Regions from separate parts of the Sus scrofa genome. Here region 2 is linked to region 1. A link is a contact called in public HiChIP or PLAC-seq data. All regions are on one chromosome and are shown on one strand. The core of a region is the stretch at or near the end of the contact, and the rest is flanking DNA. Distances in the headings are between cores, read along the strand shown. Region 1 overlaps LOC106506356 (a long non-coding RNA gene). Region 2 overlaps PACRG (parkin coregulated gene protein).

Evidence for each region. HiChIP or PLAC-seq counts read pairs in DNA pulled down with a chosen protein or histone mark.
Region 2: an H3K27ac HiChIP or PLAC-seq map of alveolar macrophages shows a contact between it and region 1. The contact joins two enhancer-like sites. A contact is called at or near these places in 1 of 47 Hi-C or Micro-C datasets (liver) and 1 of 2 datasets of contacts at active chromatin or transcription factors (alveolar macrophages).

Annotation. Positions count from the first base shown.
Region 1 is chr1:4,890,879-4,896,160 of Sscrofa11.1, forward strand. It overlaps LOC106506356 (a long non-coding RNA gene), which reads left to right. Exons shown (of 2, transcript XR_001301609.2): 2 at 1-5,282. Among named protein-coding and RNA genes, the nearest start is that of QKI, 10 kb to the left of the region's middle. Within about 2 kb of position 2,978, at least 36 of the 83 cell types and tissues checked have an H3K27ac peak or open chromatin away from gene starts, as enhancers often do. A contact at or near this core is called in alveolar macrophages, where this site is marked.
Region 2 is chr1:5,045,925-5,051,206 of Sscrofa11.1, forward strand. The region is part of intron 4 of PACRG (parkin coregulated gene protein); the gene reads right to left. Among named protein-coding and RNA genes, the nearest start is that of QKI, 170 kb to the left of the region's middle. Within about 2 kb of position 2,822, at least 2 of the 83 cell types and tissues checked have an H3K27ac peak or open chromatin away from gene starts, as enhancers often do. A contact at or near this core is called in alveolar macrophages, where this site is marked.

The DNA of each region.
Region 1 (5,282 bases), core at 1,728-4,227:
GGTCCTTGTCTTCAGTGGCTAGGAAAACAGGAGGGGAGGGAGGGGCCTCTGCTGATGAACAGCTTTTGCAAGGATTCCTGGAGCATGAGGTAGGTCTCACTCTGCAAGAAACATGCTATTTGGGGTGGCCTAGAACACCCAATAGTCCTCTGCTTCTGTGACAGGCCAGAAAATGAGTACTTCTTGATTAATATTGAAGGGACTTGTACAGCAATGAAATTTCATCAGGATCACTTTAACCTTAATATTTATTTAGGTATAAGATTAGAAACAATTATTTGCAGCGTTGATGCTCCACACCACCTAGGGCCCAGTTCCTGCCCGTAGCTCTTAACCACACTGCCAGCCCTTTCCCCAGAGCCCTTAAGAATCCCCTGACCCAGCAACCAAAGGCCTGACACCCGGCTCCCGGCTCCCACCTGGCCAGCAGGCTCTCCGGCTCCTTTGTGCACCCGCCATACAAGTCATTAAAAACATTTTCATATTACCTCTATTTGTATTTACCTATTTAGACAGTTGTTTGTTTCATGTCATCATGTCCGTTAAACTTGAGTTTACTGGTTTTTACTAACTGCAACTAAAATGGGTAATTTTTTGTCTAAAATGTAAGTTGTTTGAGCATATATCCAACTTGAGAAGATTTATGAAAATCATGTTTACTGGGTTACCATGAAATATCAAAGTCTTCAGTTTTCCTTTCTATTTTTCACCAAATAATGTTTTAGTAAACAGGTGTTGCCAGAGGTTAAAAAAAAAAAAGATTCATCATCCTCTTTATGGTGAACCCTTGTTTCCCACCCAAGAACCTCCACTTGGCTCTCTCCCCAGTCCTGCATAGCCACTCACACTCCCTCGCTGACCTGTCCAAGTCACGCTGATGAGGCCAGCGTTTACTGTTGCCTAAGTATTCTGTCCCAGCCTGCCTGTAAAAATGCGTCCCTGTAACCTTTTACAGATCTCCAAGGTCACCAACTTGATGAACTGGCATTAATTACAGGGATGTTCTCTCCACCCCCATTGGTGGGAAGAATCACTTTAAGGTGGAAATAAAATGTAACATAGTGAAATGAGTAACACTTTTGGTTCAACAGTTCTAAATCCGGTGCCCCGTATTTACACCGGGAGCCTGGAATTAAGTAGTGGTGGCAAGTGGCACGCTGACCGGACACTGTGGCAGGCAGTGGGACGGGGCTTGCCTCGTGCCAGTGTCATCTCTCTGTGCGGGTAAAGCCACGGAAAGAGCAGAAAGAATGGAAGGATGGAATCAAGATCACGAAGCTGCTAGACTGTGAGATGAGGAAAGAGAGAAAAGATTGGGTTCACAGAACTCTTGGGCAGTCTTGTGAGCAATCCCACCAGCTGCCGTGTCAGCAATAATCCCGCTCCCTCCCCTCCAGGACCGGCTTCCTCTCTGGCCCAGCGGCTGATGGGCCGAGACAGCAGGCGTTCTCTGTGCCAGGTTCCTGGACCCCTAGGGACCGGTAGCCGACTTGACTTGCTCCTCTCCCTCAGCTGACCAGGTTTCAGCATTTCAGCTGGTCCGGTGCCTGACTGCACAAAGGCACACTTTCACTTCATCAGCCAGGCCCTGTCACTTGTCTGGAACATGGAGCAGACACCAAGCAGGACGGGAGGGGCTGGCCATCTTGCTGGCAGGGCCATTAGCCATGAGCCTGGTGGGGGAAGGAGGTCGTTCACCTCTAGGCTCAGACCACGGATGTCTGAGAACTACTTCCTTGTGAACTGTGAAAATATGAAATTATGATACGTGGCCCTACATAACCACCTGCCAAACCATAGACATGCTTTTCTCACAGACGATGTCGATGACGTATCTTTAAACCCCACGCGATGAAACAGGTCCTAAAACATTCATTCACCCTGAAGAGTTTGCTGGTCCCTGGAGGAGGCAGCTGAGCACAGGGGTCTAGACCGGCTGCCACGGAAGTCCTGGGATCCTTTAAATTACCTCTGACTCTCACTGTGCACCTGTAAAATGGGACCATGCAACCTAAGGCTGCTGTCAGGATGATGTGAGTAAATGCATGTGAAGTGCTCAGCAAAATCCCTGGACCACCGGAAGCGCTCAGGAAACAGCATGATTTTAAAAACTGAAAAGAGTAAGGCTTGGTTCTAGTGCTTATTTATCAGTGCACACGTGTCTTGGAATGTGTGTAAATATCTCTATTTACGTTGAAATTGCATCTACAGAGCTCAAACTAGTTAGTCATCAGTTTCCTGCCACTTCCTATTGCACAAAAGCCTTTCCTGTTCTCAGGACTGCTGACACTAGGAAGTAAAAGGACAAATAACTCGATGAAAAGGAGCCTTGATCCCAGGCTGGCTGTGTGTCAGCAGCAACAATGGCTGATCCGAAGCTGGCGCGGGGCCTTCGTGCTCTCCAAGACCCAGTTTTCAGCTGCTAGATGATAGAAACAGTTCTGGGGCTGCGGGGTAAAGGTGGAAAAGGCGAGACTGCCTGCCTCTCGTCCCTGTCCTGTAAACCCCTGAGCTGGCAGCGAGTGGAGGGACCTGGGAAGATGCCACCTGGTGGAGGGGCCGTGACTCAGGTGGACAGGCTCTGCCTTCCAGACCTGCGGGAGCTCCCACGACCCCATCCACTCCATCCAGACCTTCTAACACTAACCGTTGTGAGTGGACCCAGGGTTTAAAATGTGAGGTCTGAGCAACGGATGGGCTTTCTCCCATCCCTGGCCCCGGGGCTCCGGCCTGCAAGCATAGCCGAGTGAAGGAGCAGGGGCATCCGCCCCCTGCCTGCTGAGCCAAACCAGGCTTTCTTATGTCTCAGCAGACACTGGTAAGAAAAGCAGTGAACACCGCCACCCTGTTTTTAACATCAGATACCATGGGAAAAAATAGCTCGTGTTTTGGGGAACTTGAAATCGCCAAGTGGGGTGGGAGGAGCCGACTGCCTTCACACTCACAAGTGGCTGCTGCATGTCAGTTCCACTAGGTCGTGCATGAAGCAACTGGAAGACAGTGACAGCTCTGGGTTCCCAGGGCCCTCCCTGAAGTGGCCTTGGTGTCTCCGAGGGAGCCAGCAGCCTCAGCTTCAGCAAGACTAGATCTGAGACCAGGGTCAGATCCAGTCCCAGCCCCAGGCCCTGCATCGAGGCTCGGAAAAATTTACCGGTGGAGCCAACACTTTCTCTTAGAGGTTTTCAAGGTATCCAGATGGTTTTCAGCATGAAGGCCAGGACACACAATTTAATCAAGGTAGCTGAAAGGAGAAAAGAATCTTCAAATAAACAGTTTCATAATTATGAGTCTGGCTTCACAGTGAATCACATACCCGTTATAATACTAATGCTGAACAAAATTTACATTTGCATCATATGTTTTCTGGTTACCAAGAGGGCCAGAGTTATCAATAGATTCCTAAGGGGTGTGATTCAGTCTGAACTATAAGTGGATCCCTGACGTTCTAAGGGCTTGATAAGAATTTTCCTCCAGTTATCTGTTTCTATAAAACTGGCTTATTGTAACTTGTGGACAACAATTATGCACTAAGCAAAGGTAATGCTTCAGACCATTTGCAAAAAACTTGTCGCATATTTTCGGCCAGATCTGCCCAAGGCAAAATCTTGGCCATATCATTGAACTGGGTGCAAAGGGCCCAAATCTGAGCTCAGGGCTGGGCCTTCCCTCTGGCCTTCCCCTCCCCCACCCAGTTTCAAGTTCAGTAGCTTGCCTCTTTGCCTCTGCCTTCTCCCAGCCCAACAGCCTCTCCTGTCCCGGAGGTGCCATGAGTGTGGGCTACTTGAAGCTTGCTGCTGTGACTGATGGAGCTTTTTATTTATTTTTATAACGTACTGTGCACTACTAGCAGCACAATGTGTATGTCCCATAACTTTGTTCTTAATGTCTGTCATTGCACTTTCTGGATGGGAGATTTTGCAGGCTTGCCAGCAAATATAGCTTTAAAAAAAAATTCGTAAGATTTTTCCTTGTCATTTATCTTTCATTTGATACTGTGTTCAGTGGCCTCAACTTTGCTTGTACAGCATTCATTAACGATATCATTCTAGGAGTTCCCTTGGGGGTTAAGGATCCAGTGTTGTCACTGCAGCAGCTCGGGTCGCTGCTATGGCCCGGGTTTGATCCCTAGCCTAGGAACTCTCACATGTCCCGGGCACAGCCAAAACAAAACCAAAACAGAACAAAAACCAATGTCATTCTATAAAAGCAGCAAAGGGAAGTGCACGAGGAAAAAAAAAAAAAAAAAGAGTACAAGGAAACAATTTCCAGAAGGCAAACTTGCTAGGAAGTGAGCTTAATAGCAGTTTTATTGTTCAAGTTCTAAACACAGAAATGCCCCTCCTTGCCGCTAGCCCGGCCTCCGGCTCATCTACCTCTCAACCCCAGAGCGCTCACGTGGCTCTGGTCTTCCCATATACCCTCAGGTTCAGGTTGGTTGGAGGTGGCTCAGGAGAGCTTTAAGATTCTGGGCTGTTATTAAAATTGTTGGCAAGATTTACATTGCTGAGGAAAAGGTGCTGGTTTCTGTGTGATGTTAACCATAGGAAACTATTTCAGAGAAGGAAAAATAAGTAAATAAAAGGGCCCTTGGACCTGTCATTTGTTACTGGAATCTGATTAAATTAGATGACCTCACAAGACTCACAAATGCTGTCCGTCATGGGTCCCGGCCCCCACAGTGGTCCTGGGACTTGGTAGGAAAGAGCTTTCTGGGGCCTCATAACTTCCACTGATTATTTCCTTTGTGTTCCCCACGACTTAGACCTTTACAAGCGTGACCCCACTTAGTCTCCCCAACACCCCTGGGTTGTTCACCAGGTTTGTATCAAATCCTGGCTCCAACAGTTTCTAGTTCTGCAGCCTTGGGCCGTTAAGTCCCCACTCCGTGCCTCTGCTTCTTCATCTTCCAAAGAGGCTCCTTGTCCCAACTCTCAGTTGAGGAGTGGGCCTGTGTGAGTTCAGATACGCAGAGGCCTGGCAACAGAGTCACAGCTCAGTAATTGCTATTGTTAGGCCCCAACAGGTGCCTCTGGTTTGCAGTCCACTTGCAGGATCCTGGCATCTGATGAAGCAAAGATCAACAGCAGTTTGTCAAGGTATTTCTCTTCTTCCTGAGCACGCAGCTAATCGACACTTCCCACCTCTCTTGAAGTTAGTCACGGCCACGTGACTGAGTTCCCGTGACAAAATATGAGCTGAGGCAATGCCCTCCACTGTCACCTGTCCCAGAGGGGCCTCCTGGATGAAGGCTTGTTGAAAATGAGCATCCTGAAAACACGGCC
Region 2 (5,282 bases), core at 1,572-4,071, 150 kb after region 1:
CCTTCCTTCCTTCTTTACAGCTGCAGGTGTGGCATATGGAAGTTCCCAGACTAGGGGTTGAACTGGATCTGCAGCTGCCAGCCTAGATCACAGCCACAGCAATGTCAGATCCAAGATGCATCTGTGATCTGTGCCGCTGCTTGTTGCAATGCCTGATCCTTATCCCACTGAACGAGGTGAGAATTGAACCCACATCCTCATGGATACTAGTGGGGTTCTTAACTTGCTAACCCACAATGGAAATTCCTATTATTTCTATCTCCCTTACAAACGTCTCATCCTGTATTGGCGATTTCAGAACCCTGTTTTCATCTTCATCTCGTTCCTCTCTCTCGCACACACTTCTCTATTGTTAAGATGTGCTCTTTGTACTTCAATATTTTTCAAAGATTTCCTTGTCTCTCCTCTTCTGTCGCTGATGTGTTGCTGCCCCTGCCATTCTTCCTTGGAGTGCTGTGTGCGGCTCCTGAATGGTCCCCAATTACCCTAGTCCCTTGTCGGCGTACATTAAAAACTTCCCTTTTTTCTTGAGCTCATGGTGTACTTTCTCACATGATGAAATTCAGAGTAGGTACTTCGTTGGCCTAACATGCAAAAGTCATTTAACTGACGAAAGTAAATTAGCAAAGGAGCATCCAAAATTCAATGCTATTCTAATTTCACTTTCTTTAAATTAACATCTAATAAACTGTAAAACGCCTCTCTTAGTCTTTCCTCTCCTGGATTCCTTCTCTATTTCCCTCTTTTGATTGGTAAGCATACTCTTTGTTCATCAGTCGGTCCCTCCATCTTTTCTTCCATTCACCCATCCATCTCCAGCTTTGTCTCTAAATTATTTAAGTCTCCTAAAAAGCATGTATAAACACCACAAGTAGGTGGGGGCATCCAGGGCAGTTACAGGCTATTCCTATTGTGAGTTATCCAAGATCAGAAACTGAGAGGATATATAATGATGTTGTTGTGGAAAAAGGACCAAAAAGTATTTTCATGGCGGGCCAACCCCCCTGCTGAGAGTGCTACCTATGTAACATCACTGAACATTATCAAAGTTTAGCAGGAGATGCTTCTGGAGTCCCCAACTTCACTTCTGAGACCATCTCTTCCCAGGAGACAGCTTTTGCTGCCCCAGCTGGACTGTATGAACAGGGGCACCTCAGCTGAAAGCACCTCAGCTGAAGCCCCACAGGGATGTCGCCCTGCTGCTGGGGGTGGGGCTTCAGCTGGAAGAACAGATCAGGACAGGCTAAGGGCCGGTGTAGAGGTGGAGGCTCCTGGAGGCAGGTTGGAGGGGCCAGTTATGTGGGGCTCAGGGCCTCCGGATGGGAGTAAAACTCCTGAGGGAAAACGTCATTGACCTGGTCTGTTCCCAAGTCATCCTGGGCTGTCTTTTGCTCTGGCACCTCCCAGGCAATCGTTGGCCTCTTCTTTCTGCCAGCTTCTCCTGACCAGGGCTCCTTGTCTCTCTGGTCTACGGAAATGACTCACTTTCCTTACTGTACCTTTAGGAGACATACTGCTTCCAGTAACGGTGCGTGGGACACAGAGCCTCCTTCCTTCTGTCCTCCTCGTTCCTCTGCTGCTCATTCCCTCATCTTACCCGCCTAGTTCTTTCCTGGTTTTCTTCCTTTCTTCCATCCGCTTCCTTTGCTCCTCTGTCCTTTGCTCCTCTTTCCCTTCCCTTCTCACTGCCCAGGTGGACAAGGGGTGGGCTTCTCTCTGTACCCACAGGCTTGGGCCAAGAGCTACCACCTCAGAAGAACACCCAGATGTGGGCTTGGAGCCCTTGTCAGGACCTTGAAGGAGCCCTGGAGCCACAGCCCCAGCGGACCTCACACCTGGGAAGGGGACATTCTTCTATTATGAAAACAGGCATCTCAGCTTCCCCCCTTACATAAGTTTTCTTGAAATGAATATAACCATGTTTGCTTATGCTTAGTCACTAACGTTGGGCTGTGCCCTTGTCATGGGTTGGTGATGCTTGTAGAAAGCCACCTCAAATCATAGAGGTTGCTGTGACAGCAGGGCTGGCATGATGAGCCCGGGCAAGTAAGTGGCCCATTTCAAAAAGTCTACATGGTAGAAAACTTAACTGTATTTGTTCCAAATAGTTATCGGTCTGTTTCTTGACCTACTACAGAGGGAATGTCTGCCTGTGCGGCTTGTGTGATACCAACTTAGAGCCAACACTAACTGAGTGGCGTGAGCACTAGCCCTCAGGTAGTAATGGGATGCTCAGCATTCTTGGGCTGGCCTGTGGTCAGTCGTGTAGCCAGTGGTCTAGGGAGGCTCTTGCATGTATGAGCTCCTAGCTCAGAGAGGGCAAATGGGTTTCATCCTGTGGCCAACTTTGACAACTGCCAAATGATTCTAAAATGGTCCCAGCTCATGGCAAGGGGATATGACTGATGAACACTATCTGCCAAGAGCATGGGGGTGGGGGACAGGGCAACGTGCCAGAGGAGAGTTAGGGGGTCATCTCACCCCCTCTTTGCTGCCGGTACCTCTGAGCATGAACTGTGCCAAGGGCAGAGAGCTCATGACATTTGTCCCACTGCACAGACAAATTTCTCCCAAGTCCTCCTAAGGGCTTGAATAAGTAGGGCTATGTCAATTCCTTCTCTCCTCTTTGCTCACTTCTGTCACCACCCAATCCTTATATTGATCTAGGGAGCACAGAAGAAGTAGGTGTGGGTAATTTCAAGCAGGGAAGAGGATGCAGAAGTTAAAAAAAAAATTATAGAGGAGCATGGTTGAGTCACAGAGTTGAATGCTGGTCCTGTGGAAAGGATGAAGTGATTCAAGGCTTACTAGCCTCTTACAGACAAATGTTCTGAAGTCACGTTTTTACAGTTGAACAGATTAAGATGAACTGGACTATAGTTGTCATGACCTGCAAAGTAGCTAATAAATCTGCAAAGAATGATGTCATCAGCGCAGGGGTACAAAGCATGCAAAAATGTAGTCCTAACAGCAGCATGACTCTCCTGTATTCTGTACAAGTGCAGACTGCCCTCTGCTTTATGGAGGGTGTGGTCAGGAAGCCTTGACTGTGTTAATAAAATGACGCAGACTACAGTCACTGACGTGGCCGTGAGGGGTTAATGGGACAGAAGCTGGTCACTGAAGGAAAGAGATGGAAAGAGCAGCAAGAAGCACGTGTGGAGTCGGGATAGAGCCATGGGCAGGAGGAAGAAGTCCCATGTCACGGGCTGCTGGTTTGCTCCTGTTGCTGACATCCTCAAGCCCACGCCACTCACTCTGCCGCAGCTGTGAGAACAGCCATCGCGGGCCTGTCTGGGGGCTCCTTTGGGTGGGTTTTGGGAGGGACGCGTCCTTGCCTGCGTCTCCTCAGCTGTGTCTGCACCTTACAGAACATCCACCTCCACTCCCCCTCCTCCGTCTTCCTACCACATTCACCACTACTTTCCAGTCCTCTCTCAGGGATTACTTTTCCTGACAAAGGGATATTCTGCCTATTTCCTCCTCTCTCCAAATACCACCAGCCAGAGCCTAACTCAAAGCTGAGGTCCTCCAGAAAGCTTTTGCTGACAATCTAAGGATAAGATAACATTTTGGTTTTTTTTTTTTTTTCTCCCTTAAATCTTACTGTACTCGTGGCAACTTTGCATTCAGTTATATTCCATCCTGTGTTCTTTCCTTGTATGTCCAACCATGTTTTAAGGGTTATTAAGGTGACTATGCCTTTGTTATTCCCCACAACAATAGCAGACAGGTAGACTCTCTTAAGTTCTCCATGAATATTTGTGTCTGATAAATTGGATAGCTGGTATGAATTTCATAATGTAAAGAATATAATTATTTGTGTTGCCATGGAGAAATTAAAAACTGGTTATTGCATGCTTGATCTTAAAGTCGTGTTGTATAGTAAAGAAGATTCATATTTGCCAGGTTCTTTAAAAGATATAACACAAGTATTATATATGGACATGAATTCTCCTTTGCAAAGAGCTTTCACTGGGGAGCACAACCGACTCCTGAAGATGCCACTTGGAAGTAAACAGGGTTTAAGGGGTCCTCTTTTTTTTTTTTTGTCTTTTTTTTGGTTATTTCTTGGGCCGCTCCCACGGCATATGGAGGTTCCCACACTAGGGGTCGAATCGGAGCTGTAGCCACCAGCCTACGCCAGAGCCACAGCAACGCGGGATCCGAGCCCCGTCGGCGACCTACATACACCACAGCTCACGGCAACGCCGGATCGTTAACCCACTGAGCAAGGGCAGGGACTGAACCCGCAACCTCATGGTTCCTAGTCGGATTCGTTAACCACTGCGCCACGACGGGAACTCCAAGGGGTCCTTTCTGATGTCCCTAGAGAGGATGTCAACAATATTAATACTAAATTTGCCATTTTAAAAAAAATTTTAATGCCAAGTAGCAAGCTATTGAATAGTTTCACTAGGGCGCTGGGAGTGACTTGGGTTTTAAATTCTGGGAGCTTAGTGAGAATCTTTGGACCTGAAATTGAAAACATTCCTTTAATCTCCCCTGGAGAGGGTTTAGAGCCTCAGTGAAATAGAAAGGAGAAGAATTATGGAGTCTGTTGGTCCTTATGAAAGTCAGCACTTCTTTCTTTCCTAAGAAAAATTCTTCTGGTTCTAATTTCTTCATAGATGGCTTCTCTGAGAACTATTTAAGGTCTCTCCTAACAGCATTTGACAGCTGTGGGATCACTATTTTTAAAAAGTCATGGAGTTCTTCTGTTGCACAGTGGGTTAGGGGTCTGATGTTGTTACTGCAGTGGCTTGGGTCCCTGCTGTGCTACAGGTTCAATCCCTGGCCAGGGAACATCCACATGCCATGGGAGCAGGAAAAAAAGTCATGAAGGGGTTGTGTGGCTAAGACGGTGGAGAAGAGAAGAGTTCATTCAGGTGGTCAACAGACCCATGAAAAAATGTTCAAACATCAGGGAAAAGCAAGTAAAAAACACAAACAGATATTGCCTTACCCCTGTCAGAATGGCTATCATGAAAAAGACATCCAGAGCTCCCACCGTGGTGCAATTGGACCTGCAGTGTCTTGGGGGCACTGGGACCCAGGTTCAATCCCCAGCCCGGCACAGTGGGTTAAGGATCCAGCATTGTTGCAGCTCCATATGCTGTGGGACAGCCGGAAAAAAAAAAGACACACAAAAAAATAAAGACAACAAAAACTACTGATGAAGGGAGAAAATGGAGCCTTGATGCACTGTGGTAGGAATGCAAATTGGTATATCCACTATGGAAAACAGTATGGAGGTTCCACAAAAAAATTAAAAAATAGAA